2 separate regions of the Mus musculus genome follow, and region 2 is linked to region 1. Evidence: chromatin contacts called from public capture Hi-C data. All regions are on one chromosome and are shown on one strand. Each heading gives the region's core, a stretch centred on a gene start, on an enhancer-like site or on the middle of the called end of the contact. The rest is flanking DNA. Distances are from core to core; before and after follow the strand shown.

Evidence for each region. Capture Hi-C pulls out chosen DNA fragments and counts their contacts.
Region 2: a capture Hi-C map of embryonic stem cells shows a contact between it and region 1, with 2.0 times the contacts expected there. The contact joins two enhancer-like sites. A contact is called at or near these places in 1 of 39 promoter capture datasets (pre-B cells) and 1 of 9 other capture datasets (embryonic stem cells).

The regions. Positions count from the first base shown.
Region 1 is chr11:115,390,703-115,397,743 of GRCm38.p6, reverse strand. Cdr2l (cerebellar degeneration-related protein 2-like) reads right to left here. Exons shown (of 5, transcript NM_001080929.1): 3 at 6,733-6,881; 4 at 4,921-5,085; 5 at 1,612-4,398. The coding sequence ends at 3,507. It overlaps Gm32013 (a long non-coding RNA gene), which reads left to right. Exons shown (of 3, transcript XR_880312.3): 3 at 1-305. Among named protein-coding and RNA genes, the nearest start is that of Gm32013, 7.0 kb to the left of the region's middle. Within about 2 kb of position 4,248, at least 19 of the 459 cell types and tissues checked have an H3K27ac peak or open chromatin away from gene starts, as enhancers often do. A contact at or near this core is called in embryonic stem cells, where this site is marked.
Region 2 is chr11:115,952,659-115,959,699 of GRCm38.p6, reverse strand. Sap30bp (SAP30 binding protein) reads right to left here. Exons shown (of 11, transcript NM_020483.3): 5 at 2,251-2,339. Among named protein-coding and RNA genes, the nearest start is that of Gm39474, 13 kb to the right of the region's middle. Within about 2 kb of position 4,314, at least 176 of the 459 cell types and tissues checked have an H3K27ac peak or open chromatin away from gene starts, as enhancers often do. A contact at or near this core is called in embryonic stem cells, where this site is marked.

The sequences.
Region 1 (7,041 bases), core at 2,999-5,498:
TTCCGTGTGATGATGCTGAGACCCAAGACTGAAGCAACGAGACCTTAGGAGTGTCGGAACCAGGGATGAGGGTGGCGACCAAGAGTTCTGGGTCCCTGAAGCTTTCAGAAAGGCATGCCTACTCTAAGTGCAGTAAGAAAGTGAAGGCCTGGTGTGGAGGCACACGCCTGTGATTGTGGACACGAGGGGGTCAGGACAACTTCGAGGAGTGGGCTTCTCTCCTTCCTACTTTACATGGACTCTGGGGCCCAAACTCATGTTACCAGGACATGCCGAGCCATCTTACAGCAGGCCTCTATGACTTAAAAAAAAATTACATTTATTTTTTTACATTTATTTTACATGCCAAAGCTGTTGCGGAAGTCAGAGGACATAGAGTCATTTTTACATGTTGAGCCATTTTGTGGGTCGCTCTATGACTTTTTAAAAACCTGTCTTCTCATATATTGTATCTACGATCTACACAGATTAAGATAAGAGGTGGGGTCAGGGCACAGTGGTGCACTCCTTTAATCCCAGCATTTGGGAAGCAAAGGTCAGTGGATCTCTGAGTTCCAGGCCAGCCTGGTGTACACAGTGATACCCTGTCTGGGTTTTTTCATTTGTTTGATTGTTTGAGTGTGAGTGTTTTGCCTGCATGTATATATATGTGTACCATGTGTATGCCTGGTGCCTGCAGAAACCGGAAGAAGGCATTGGATCCCCTGAAACTAGAGTACAGATAATTGAGATCTGGGTGCTGGCAACCGAGCCCAGGTACTCTGCAAGAACAAAAAGTACTCTTTACTGCTGAGCCATCTCTTCAGTCCCGAAACCATGTCTAGAAGAAGAGGAAGAAGAGGAGGAGGAGGAGGAGGAGGAGGAGGAGGAGGAGGAGGAGGAGGAGGAGGAGGAAGAAGAAGAAGAAGAAGAAGAAGAAGAAGAAGAAGAAGAAGAAGAAGAAGAAGAAGAAGAAGAAAGGAGGAGGAGGAGGAAGAAGAGGAGAAGGAAGAGGGAGAGAGGGGGAGGAAGAAGCTGGGGGTGTGGTCCAGTGACAGTGTCTAACAAGTACAAAACCCTGGCTTCAATCCCTAGTACCAGAGAAACTGGACGTAGTGGCAAATTTCTATAATCCCAGCACTTGGGAAGTAAAGGCAGGAGGGTCAGAAGTTCAAGGCCACCCTCATCACTCACTGCATAGCAAGCTTCAGTCTAACTTAACGTCCATGAGATCCTGTCTCAAAATGACAAGCACTCCCCCCACACTGTTGATCATGAATGCTGTGTCTGATAGAGCTCCACCTTCCTGCCCCCATTGTTAGGTCACTTGCTTTTATTTGTAGTTGCTTTGGGGGGACTCTCCCCAAGCCAGAAAGTAAACTCTAGGGCGATCCAGACCCTTTGTGCTTTGTTGACCAGAGTGCTTGGCATAGCAGGCTCTTCATAGACACAGACTTTCCTGAGGGCTGATTGCAGGCTGTCTAATCATAGGTGAGTAGTCATGAGAACGCTGAGATTTCAGGGCACAAAGCAACCTCAAAGGACACACCCGTCATCCGCAGTGCTGCATGGCAAGGGGCAGGGGGCCCGTGAGACTCGGAGGCGAAACGATAGACCCAGGGTCACTTGGACTTCTAGAATACCGGTGCACTTTTTATTAAAGAAGAGAATAAAGCATTTGTAAATATATTTCTCTCATGTATACTTCAAAGGTGACGCTGATCGGCTGCTACAGAACTGGGGAAGTGAACAGGCCTGAATTCCTCCCCATCCCCAGATGACAGGGACACACAGAGGGTCTGGAGGTGCCCAGCCCCAAAGGACAAAAGGTTCCAAGTCGTGTGAACAGAAGGATCCAGCTGCCAACTGGCATCCCAGTGCCACCTGGAACAGCGTAGCCTCTCCAGGGATGTCAGACATGCTTGATAAGAAAGCCCCTTTACCCATTAGAAGGAGGTAAGGCATGACGGTTCCTCCTGGGCTCCCAGCACTGAGACCACAGTCACTGCCTCCTGCCGGATTGTATGGCTCCTTTGATTTCTAGAATCTTGAGAAGGGTGGCGGAAGGAACCAGAAGTCCTGAAGGACTGCTGAGGGCAAGCTGGAGCCCTGGGCATGTCTTAAGTGATGCTTGACTTTCTGAAGTTTTAGACTAAAATACTGAACCCTTGACCCAGGTGGGGCCTCAAAAGTCATCCCCATAGAGGCGGGAGGTAAAGAAGAGGCATTCTGTAGAAAGGTGGAAGAGGAGACAGTTCTTCCTCAACTTAAGAACACAACGCAACATGAGGGCCCGGCAGTGGTAGATCACACCTTTAATCCCAGCACTTGGGAGGCAGAGGCAGGAGGATCTGAGTTGGAGACCAGCCTGGTCCACAGAGTGAGTTCCAGGCCAGCCAGGGCTACACAGAGAATCCCTGTCTCAAAAAAACAAAACAAAACAAAGCAAAACAAAAAAACAGATCAAAGCCCAACCAAACAAAACAAGTAAGGGTCCTACAGTCCCTGGTGAAGGACAGGCATGAACACTTGGACCTGGGTTGGTGACACTCCTACAGGACATTCTGAAGGCTGCAGATGTGAACTGTCCCTGGGTGGCCTGAGGAAGAGAGGACTGGATGAGACATCATGGTCCCTGAGATGGGGGCAGGCGCAGAGAAAGGAATGAAAGCAAAGGTGGTTTGCAGGCTTGGGGAGGGAGGAAGGGGTGAAACTCCCTACCATCCCGGCCCCTGGAAGGCTTCATGCCTAGAGGATAACTCCAGGAATGGAACTTGGCTCTGAGAGGAAAGGGACACTACCCGTGTATGGCTGTTGTGGGGTTCTCTCTTCCTCTATTCAGACTGGCTATAGATCTGTGGTGAGCAGAAGCCCTTTGCCAGGGCTGGAGGGGATACACTCGAGCCTGGCTAAACTTCCTGCTCTGCAAGGTGGGGGCTATCTGTGGCCTGCTCAGACCTCTGGGAGTGGTACAGCTGGTGCGAAGGGAATGACAGTCATAACTGGCAAGAAGCAGTGAGTGGTCTGGGAGACTCCAGACACCAGCAATGGCTGGCTCTGAGGTCCCCTTTCAAGTGTTTCCAGTTGTGACAAGGCTTCAGGAGGCCTTGCATTGCAAATCTCTCAGAAAAAAAAAAAAAAAAAACCAAAAAACAAAAACAACTTTGGAGGGCAAAGCTAGAAAGGCTTGCAGAAGACTGGCAGCAATCTGAGGGTGAAGCCTGGGGTCCAGAAGCTGAGGGCTGGGGGAGCTGAAAAGCCCCCAGGGACAGTGGTGGAGTGGCAGTGGCGGGGTGGGGAGTGTGTTTGGCTTTTAAACTGAGCTGTGCCTTTGAGCTGAAGCAAAGTGGCCAAGGGAGGCAGAACAGGTGAGCCGAGCCACCAGCAGGGAATATGCAGTGTCCCCAGCCACCTGCTATGATATATTGCTGCATAAAGGGCTTTCTCACTTGCCAGGAGGCTGCCAGCCAGGCATGAGGGACCCCTCTGGTCGGGAGGCGGAGGGAGGCGACAGGCCTAGAGAGGGGTCACTTGCTGCTGTGTGTCTTGACTTTGGTGGCGTTGATGTCGGCCTTGGTCTTCTGGATCCTGGCAAAGATCTCTTTGAAGAGTGCCTTGTACTCCGGCTGGCTCTGCTCCAGCCGCTTATCCACAGCCTCCACGTGCTGGCTTAGGCTCTTCTCACCCGCCTTGCCCTCTCCCGGGCTCTCTTCGCCCCCCAGTAGGTCCCTCCAGGAGCTGTCCCGGGAGATGGGCCGTGAGGTCTGCACCCCCGCGTGCCGCACTCCGGCACCGTGCTGCCGGCACTTGCTCAGTAGCTCCTCGTATTTCTCCAGCAGCGCGTGGTACTGCTCATCCACCTCCCGCAGGATAGACATACCGCGCCTGCGCACACTGTTGGCATGCAACGTGAGGTTGCCAGCATGGCGGCTGGCTGGGTCTTTGGCCACTATGGCATTGAGCGCCGTGTCACTGCAGCTCTTGCGCACTGCGTGGCTGGGGGAAGCGGCAGGCGAGGAGACACCATCCTGGGCATTAGAGTCATCTCCACTGCCTGGCTGGGGGTCATCGGCCTCAGGGGCCTGAGTGAGGGGCGCCAGCAGAGCCTCAGCCAGGTGCTCCTCCCGGGCCAGCAGGTAGGTCTTGGCCTGCTTCATCTGCTGCAGCTCCAGCAACTCGGCCTCCAGCTCCTGCACGCGCAGGCGGCAGCCCTCCATCTCACACAGCTGTCGCTCCAGCTCCGTGTACTCCTGGAGCACCACCGTGTACTCACGTTCCGCTCGTTCCTTGCGCTGTCGCTCCTGGCTCACCTGGGAACGGAGCACCCCAACCAAGGTCTGCAGCCGTTCGTTTTCCTGTTCCAGCGGCCGAGGACCCAGCTCCAAAGAGGAACTGTGTAGGCGGAAGGCATCCTCACATCTGCTGGGGGCGGGGGGAGGGGGGGGAGGCAGGCAGCAGTAGGTGGTCAAACACTGGCCTCTCTCAGTCACCCTCCACCCCTCTAACTATCCCTCCACAGTGTGTCTGAGTACGATGACCTATACAGATTGATCCAGGATTTTTCCGCACTGGGAGACACAGTGAAGCGTCGGACAAGCAGGTTTTTCACTGAGCTACATCGCCAGCCTCACCTTGCTCTTTATCTCTTTCTCCTAACTAGGATGGGGATCCATTTAGGCATAGCACACATTCTGAGCGCGTGCCTGTATAAATACAGTGCTTAACTCCTCCGAGGTCAGAAGGTTTTTCTCATCTGACTAGTAGGGAAAATGGATGCAAATGGCTTGTGTTAGTAACACCAATGGCTGTCCTTAGCAAGCATCCTGAGGGCTTGGACCAAACGGTCCTCCTTCCCAGCCACTGTCCACCATGCATCTCCTCCTTCATCCCTCAGCCAGCTCTCTCGGGACTCTAAGATGACACACCAGGGCCCTTGCCTACCGGGAACTTGTGCACAGCTCCTTCAGGCAGGGGAAGGTATGGATGGTTCTCCTGCGTTCCCGTTTTTCCCGGCGAATCCGAAGTTGCTCCAGGCCTCGAAGTTGCTCCACCTGGGCCTGTAGCTCTTCGACCTGGGACTGCAGGCGCTCAATGGTCTCTGTCAGCCTGGAATAGAATGATATGCATGGGAGACATTTTTTCTGTAAAAATTGTTAGGGCTGGAGAGATGGTTCAGCCACTAAATGCTAGGCTCACAACCAATATGTTAAGATTGATTTTTAGGCGTGCGTGTGTGTGTGTGCGTGTGTGTGTGTGTGTGTGTGTGTGTGTGTAGGTGGAGTTGGAGATCCTGGAACTAGGTGATTGTGAGCTGTAAGCCATTCACTGTGAGTGCTGGGAACCAAACTCTGGGCCCAGATCAACAAGCACTCTTAACCTCTTAGCCATCTCTGTCTCATTGCAACGTCCCCCTCTCCCCCACCAAGGTGGAGAGTCTTCAGGAGCTAGGGACACCTCCTCACTGCAGCTTGGGAGCCTCAGAGATGGAGGCCATCGAGTTAAGGACAAACAGACAACCTTGAGCTTGCTGTCTGGTGTTAAAGTCCGAGAAGGTTCTGCCGGATCCAAGGGCCTGCCCTTCTCCTGTACAGCCCAGGCTGAGCCAACCATTCCTCCTCAGCCAGCTCTGATCCTTTTGTATCTGTGAACCTGTATGCATGTCCACACGTGTGTGGGTACATGTGGAGGCCAGAGGATGACTCTGGGCATCACACCTCAACAAGCTATCCGCCTTGGATTTTTTGAGACAGGCTCCCGCCGGAACCCAAGAATGGCTGATTCAGCTAGGATGGGACTTGCACATCGCCACCTCCCCAGTTTGGGGTTCCGAATGCACATCGTTGTGCCCTGCATTTTACAAAGGTGTCTGAGCTCAGGTTCTCAAGCCTGCGCAGCAAGCACTTTAGCCACGGGGCCACTTTCCTAGCTGTACCCCAGGTCCTTGCACACAGCTCTGTTGCCACCATGGTCCACTGCAGCTGTGAGGTCGCAGAGGCAGATCAGGGTCACTGAATCCTTAGTACCTCAAACTAGGTCGGGTGCATCATCAGTGGCGAATAGCCATAGGTGGGAAGTTGTTTACTGGAGTATGGGCCACGTTTCACCTACCGGCTGTGGGGGCTGGAGAGATGGCTGGGTGGTTAGGAGCACTTGTTCTTGCAGAGGGGTTGGGTTTAGTTCCCAGCGCCCACACAGTGGCTCACAACCATTTGTCACTGTAGTTGCAGAGGATCCCACCCCCTCTCCTGGCACAGGCATACACACAGGCAAAACACCCACACATATAAAACAGAAACAATCTTAAAATGAGAGGGCTGGATGGTGGTGGCTCATTCCTTTAATCCCAGTATTCAGGAGGGAGAGGCAGGCGAACCTCTGTGAGTTCGAGGCCAGGCTCATCTACATAGAGAAAGTTTGTCTTGAAAATCCAAGAACAGGGCTGGAGAGATGGCTCAGCGGTTAAGAGCACTGACTGGCTCTTCCGAAGGTCCTGAGTTCAAATCCCAGCAACCACATGGTGGCTCACAACCATCCATAATGAGATCTGATGCCCTCTTCTGGGGTGTCTGAAGACAGCTACAGTGTACTTACATATAATAAATAAATAAATAAATAAATAAATAAATAAATAAATAAATCTTAAAAAAAAAAAAGAAAATCCAAGAACAACAAAAAGAAGGGAGGAAGGACAGGGGACAGAAGAGTGGCTGTTGTGGGATCAACCACATACAACGCCCTGGGCCTCTCCCTCACCCGTGGATCTTCTGCTGGGCAGCCTTACTCTCCATCACCAGCCTCTGGTTGGTCAGCTCCAGGTCTCTGGCCGTCAGGTCCAGCTGCTCGTACACTTTAGCATGCTGTTCATTCACGAGCCTCAGTGTGTCCAGCTGCTTGGTCAAGTACTAGGGGAGGAGGGAAGGATGGAATAAGGCTTTACAGTGCGACGGGGACAGATAGATGCCACTGTCTGTCCCTCTACCACTCCTTGGCTTTGAGAGGTGTAGGAGCCGAAGACCACCGTGAACTGTGAGGGTTAAGTTACAAGCTGTACAGAGGCACACA
Region 2 (7,041 bases), core at 3,065-5,564, 560 kb before region 1:
AACAAAAAGAAAACTTTGAGCCACCACTGTCCAGCTTAGCTACAGTTCCCCCACCCCCCACCCCCCCACCCCCTTCCGTTTAGCCCTAGCTGTCCTGGAACTCTGTAGACCAGGCAGGCTGGCCTGGAACTCAGAAATCTACCTGCCTCTGCCTCCCAAGTGCTGGGATTAAAGGAGTGCGCCACCACTGCCCAGCTTAGCTATAGTTTTTTAAATCACAGCAACAGAATTCTTAAAATTGACAGCATTAATGTCTCCTGCTGCCGCCAGTGAAGACAACCCAGACACGCCACTCAGGGCAGAGCCTCCTCTGAGAAGAGCGCTCTGAGCCAGGAACACAATTTGTGGTCCAATAATAAGGGCCAACTGCGGGTTCCCTACGGGAACACTTTACCTGCTAGAGGGGGAAGAACTAGGTCCTGGGTAGTATCCCAGGCACTTCTTAGAAGAGGTGAGCACTCCCCTGGTCAGAAGGCCAAATCCAACTTTCTGCTGAGCTAGGCATGACGAAGCCTGAGCGGTTGGCAAAGCACTTTGTTACCAGGGAGCGAGAAGCTGGCAGTGTGAGCTGCTTTCCTTGTGTTAAGTCAGGGGCACTGCGGGGAGTCCTTCCTTCCACAGGAGGCTCAGCAGTGAGGTGAGCCCTGCCTTACAGCCGCTATGGTCTATCAGAGGTTTTGCTGTTTGTTTAAATGCCATGGTTCCTACTCCCAACAGGATCAGTAAATGAATATTAAAGGAAGGATGGAATGTCCTGTATTTAAGAGCTCTGAAGGCGGGCAGCAATGGTGCACGATTTAATCCCAGCACTTGGGAGACAGAGGCAGGCGGATCTCTGAGTTCGAGGCCAGCCTGGTCTACAAAGTGAGTTCCAGGACAGCCAGGGCTACATAGAGAAATCCTGTCTCGAAAAAATAAAATCCCAACAAAACAAAAGAGAGCTGTGCTGGGGTGGCTGTGCTGGGGTGGCTGTGCTGGGGTGGCTGTGCTGGGGTGGCTGTGCTGGGGTGGCTGTGCTGGGGTGGCTGTGCTGGGGTGGCTGTGCTGGGGTGGCTGGGGTGGCTGTGCTGGGGTGGCTGTGCTGGGGTGGCTGTGCTGGGGTGGCTGTGCTGGGGTGGCTGTGCTGGGGTGGCTGTGCTGGGGTGGCTGTGCTGTGCTGGGGTGGCTGTGCTGTGCTGGGGTGGCTGTGCTGTGCTGGGGTGGCTGTGCTGTGCTGGGGTGGCTGTGCTGGGGTGGCTGTGCTGGGGTGGCTGTGCTGTGCTGGGGTGGCTGTGCTGGGGTGGCTGTGCTGGGGTGGCTGTGCTGGGGTGGCTGTGCTGGGGTGGCTGTGCTGGGGTGGCTGTGCTGGGGTGGCTGTGCTGGGGTGGCTGCTTCTGCTTGGTACTGTCCTCACAGGCTTGAACTTGTCTGGCATGGAGGCTGACGCCATCCTGGGGTGGGGGTAAAGGGGAGGGAGGCAGACAACTTAGCCAAGGGAGGAGACTTCTGGGAAAGGAAGAAAATCCGTGCTGTGCCCTAGTCCTGACTCTGGCCCTCTCCTGGACTGCTGCATTCCAGCCCGAGGACCCATTAGTCATGCATCCGTTTGGGTGGTGCCATGGGCTTGTTATACAGCTGGGGGCGCCCAGAAGAAGCTTTGGGATCAAAGGCAGGGCTGTGGAAATGGTCCACAGTCATGCAGCCTTGCGCATCTGCCCTGCTGTTAACTGAAACATCCCACTCTCGGGGGAACTTACAGAGGAACAAGGAGCAGCAACCACACAGGTGGACTCTCAGTTGTACTGAGCTCTGTCCCATGGGTCGACTGCACAGATGAACAGCTTCTGTTCTTCAGGCGCTTAAGGCCTTAGGTCAGGTCTGAGGGCAGAAGCTGCTGCATCAGGAACACAGGGACGGAAACCGCATCTAAGCGCTACATGGTACACATCTAAGCGCTACATGGTACACGTCTGCAGTTTGTTTTACATCCTGAAGGATCCTCAGTTTCTTGGCAAATTTCCCTGAGAAGTGCCCTGGCTCAGTGAGGGCAGACCAGGGACACAAGAGGACAGCATATGGCAGGTGTGGCAATGGGTGTCAATTCCTGAGTTCTGGCTTAAAGGAAGTATCTGAGACTGCAGGCTCCTGCCTACCCAGCAGCATCGTGACTTGATCCCTTTCCCTGCCATGGCCTCTGAAGGACACAGCACAAGCAGACAAAGCCCAGGCCATCTCAGCCACATGGGCCTCAGCAGCCAGACCTGTGCTTACTTGTAGGTGATTTGAACATCTGCCAGGCGGTTCTGGTGGGATCTTGATTTCATCGGGTGACATGTTGCGAACCCTTTCAGAAAAGGAGGCTGTTGAGAAAGCAGAGGGAACCTTGTGTTGAGAGGAAAGGCCAGGGGCCATAAAAGCACAAGCACAAAGCAATTTCAGCAGAAAGCAGAAGGGGAGGTGGCCGATGGCTTCTTGGAGAGTGTTCCCTGAGCTGATCTCAATGGCCAGCTACGTGTCAACCTGGGAGAAGGGAAGCTGAGGTGGAGGGGACACATGTAAATAACACATCCTACCAAGCTCCAGAGACTGACTTTTAGGGAAAGAGCATGCCTGGAGAAGCGCTGGGGGAGGGAAAGGGGAGGAGCCACCATCCAAAGCATTTACCAGTTTCTACAGTATAAATTCAGTCCTGCCTAAGCTCAATCTCAGGTTGCCAATGTGGAAGACACTGAACTCAGAGCTGTTAGAGACATGTGTCAGCTTCATACTTGGCACTGCCCTTTCCGGTTGGTCTGGGTCTGTCCTGCCTTGGCTATAAGAAACTGTGTTAAGGTTTTGGGTCCCAAATAGCTTGTGCATAAAAAGACCTGAACAAAAGGCCTGATTCTGACACAAGAACCACAACTCCCGAGGGCAATCAATCCCCTCAGAACACTGCCCACCCAAGCCTCGCCTCCTCTCTCCCCATTCCCTTCCCTGACAGCCTCCGGCCACCCCAGGACCTCAGAGTCGGCTCTGGAGCACACAGACAATGGGCTGATTGTTGTAAGATTCTGTCATGCTCTTTGAAACATTCCTCATGAAAAGAACCATACAATGTGCAAACAGTGGCAGACAGCACAGGGTGGGGCAGGAGGAAGGCAAGCACCAAAAAGCCACCACCAATAGCATCTAGCCCAGCAGGGGGACCTACTGTGTGCCAGGCCCTTCTCTAAGCCTGTCCTAGGAACAGCTCTAGAGAGCTGAAGAGGGTCTGTGGGAAGGCTTAGGGTAGCATGGCAGGGGGCTGGGGGGAGGCGCAGGGTGGCATGGCGGGGGGGGGGGGCTGGGGGAGGCGCAGGGTGGCGGGGGTGGGGCTAGGGGAGGTGCAGGGTGGCATGGTGGGGGTCTGGGGGAAGGCGGAGGGTGGCATGGTCTTCCTGGTCTCTAGTCCAAGGCTGTTTTTTTTTTTTTCTTTTTAAGATTTTACTTTTTAAAAATTATAGGCATGTCTGTGTGTGGTACCCTAGGAGTCCAGAGAGGCATCAGATCCCTTGGAGGTGACATTTATCAGAGGTTGTAACCCCCAGACATGGGTCCTGTCTATGAGCAGAATGTGTTACCTGCTGAGCCTCCCCTACGGTCATGATTCTAAAATAATTCCAGGTCTTAAGAGATTAAAACAAAACAAAAGGGAAAAACAAACAAACAAAAAAGAAAAACTAGGTGTGTGTAGGGGGAAACCCCTCATTTAGGGCCCCAGGCTGGCCTAGAAGGGACTCTCCTGCTTCAGCCTTTCGATTGGCTGGGATTGCAAGTGTGCACTGTGCACCCAGCATGGGTTAATGTTTTCTTCTTAGCAGATAAGGTGCTTTGATCTCTGCATAGTTACCATCCCTGTGCTGAGTAAGACAAGGCCTTCAAGACCCTGGAGACTCTAATGACTTCCAGGACAGTTACTGTGGATCGGGCCTGTGCACACTATGAACACACTGAGGCCAGGGGTCAGGCCTGAGGCAGTCTTAAAGCATAAGTACAGCCTGGGCTTCGTAGATGTCAGTGGTTTTAACTAGACACACCCAGAGCACAGGCTGGGCGACAGATCAAAGGTCATGCTGTGGCCTGAGATGCAACTGCAGTCGAGAACAGTCCCCACAAGGGGGATAGGATACACACTTGCCGCTGCACCATGCCTTTCTGCCACCTCCCAACTGGCCCTCAGGCAGGGCACTACCCAGCTCTGGCAGGCAGTCAAGCCAAATCTTGGTTTCTTCCTTTTTCTTAGCCCTGGGGTAAGACGTTGGTCTAGGTCTGAGCTCAGTCTGCAGAGGCCAGCCCAGAGTGGAAGCGGGTGGAAAGAGCTGGCTAGGGCATTTTGTGAACATTCATAACAAAACCAAGGCTTGGCAGGCGCTGGGCCACAGAGGGTATATGTGCACGTGACACAGACAAAGAATGCCCTTTGCCATTTGCCAGGAAAGCTTTTTAGAAAAACAGGGTGTGCCACGGTTACTGTAGCAACCCCCCACCCTCTGGGACATAAGTGACAGAGAGTATGGAGGAGGAGGGAGCCTCATAAATTGGGGTAGAAACAAGAGTATTCCTGGGAAATAAGTGACAAGAAGGTGACATATGCTGGACAACAAAATAAAAGTATACTTCAGAGACTTGAGGACAGACTTGAGTGCCTCCTCCCTGAGTCCTAGAATGTGCCCAGTACAGAGAACAGCTGCTCTGCAGAGCGGCCAGAGCCCCTAACCATCTCAGGAAGTGTCAGCAGTGTGCCCGCAGACACTTGCCACAGTGCCTATGCCTTGGCTATGCTAGGGGTAGCTCCATTTACTATCCACAAAGCCTGTTGTCAGCATGAGTCACATCCTGCTAACGCCTCTGTCAGAAAACATCTGCAGTATCCATGGCCACCAGGTGGGAACCTAAGCAGAGTAGCTAGTTCCAGGGACTCAGACTACGGCAGGGGAACAGGGACAGAAAGCCCAGTGGGGCCGAGGACACTTGCAGAATACTTAACTGGCTGTAAGAAGGGGCTCCTGAGTGATTTGAAGACCCCTGGACTACACCCAATACTGTTCCAGGCCCGTGGGGCAGGCAGCTGTCAGGAGCTAGAGCACTGGAGAAGCCCGTGAGTTGGCTAGTCCTTTGAAAGCCATCCTGTTGAAGAGTTGACTTACCACCCACTCCTCAAAGAGAAGAGTACTCACCCTACGCAGGTGACAGTGCACTGTGCCCGCCACGAGAGGGCAAATAACAGACTATGTCGGCTACATCGAGAGGTCCTTTCGTCAAAACAGACAAATGTAAAGGAACACCTATTCTCAGCAGTGTGCGTGCAACCTCTAAGGAACCTGCTTAAGGGGAAAGCCAGGCAGGAAAGCAATGATCCACCAGGCGCTCAGCCTGGGGCAACTCTGCTCTCAAAGGGACACTTATCGGCAGGCTGCAACTCTGTCAAGCATCCTATCACGCAAGGAAGGCCTTCATAACACAATGACCCAGCCCAAGTGGTTGTCAATAAGCCTCATTTATATGAAACTGTTAAAATAGGGCTGAACTTCCATCAAGATCACATCTTGCCAGGCATGGAGGCGCACGCCTTTAATCCCAGCACTCGGGAGGCAGAGGCAGACGGATTTCTGAGTTCGAGGCCAGCCTGGTCTACAAAGTGAGTTCCAGGACAGCCAGGGCTACACAGAGAAACCCTGTCTCGAAAAACCAAAAATAAGTAAGTAAGTAAATAAATAAATAAAGTCTTACTTGAGACTGAAGGAAGACACCGCCTGCACAGGGGACCTGAGCACCAGGAACCATTAGGAAGGATAGGAAAGTGGAGGTGTTCCCCTTGTAAAAGATGTTTGTTTGGTACGGCTATCACAGATACAAATGTCTATCAAATCCACCAATGGCACACTTTTACTCTTTGAATTACATCTCAGTAACGCTATTTCACACACACAGCCCAGAAGCAGAGTGTCATGGCAGTTCCTGTAATACTAGATCTATGAGAGGCTAAAGTATAGGACCAGCAGGTCAAAGCCAGCCTGGGTTACACAGGAAGAGGACAGACAGTCCAAAGCCAGCCTAGGCTACGTAGTTTTAAGGCAAGTCTATGCTACATACACTAATCTTTAAAAAAAAAAAAAAGTCAAAACAAACCCAGAGGAGAAGAGCCAAGCTGATTATGGAAGAAGTCCAGTTGATGCACCCACATGTGCACCACTTCTGACCCTGTTCATGTGAGTGGAGCGCACTGCCGTACTGGTTCATGGCCAGGTTGTTCTCTGGCCTAAACCTTGAAGTTTCTCGGTGGTGAACAGCAGAGTGAAGTGGGACCTAGATGGAAGCGGCTTCAGCTTCCACTACACCTGGCCTTGTGTATCACCCACCGCCGAGGCTGCTGGCTTCTGATTAGATGTGTGCTGTGCCTCCTCTGCCCTTAAGCTGTCATATCCCGTGTCATTTTCTAAAGAACAAATTCTAGTGTTTAAGGAAGCCCTGGTTTTAATTTGCACGGGTCATGTAAATGTGTTTGAGTGTGCATGCGAGTCATTTGTCTGCACGTTCCTACTGAGGTCTGCAAAAACAGGGCATTGGACTCTCCATACCTACAGCTACAGGAAGTTGTGACACTCCCAACACGGATGGGAAATGAACCTGGATCCTCTGCAAGAGTGGCCCTGAGCCATCTCTCCAATCCCTGGGTTTTTTTTTTGTTGTTGTTGTTGTTTTTGTTTTTTTGTTTTTTTCAATAAGTCTTGAGCTCTGTCCATCAGAGAACCCAGAATCAATGCAGAGTCACTATGTTCTTGCCCAAGACAAAGCAGAATGAATAATTCCTAGCACTTAGTTATGGAAAACCAGTCACTCATCAACAACCCACAGCACAAGGGCACCTCTTGGAAAACGGGCAGGTGGGCGGGACACTGGAAGACCACTTTCAAGCCAAGTTTCTGGGCTTTGCGTCCCCAGGGCTGGAAAGCACGGGCCCTGAATGTACTTGTGGGGATGCAGTGTCCTTTGGGAACAGAACTAAACAAAGCAGAAGCACACTTGTCTCAAGATCAGCAC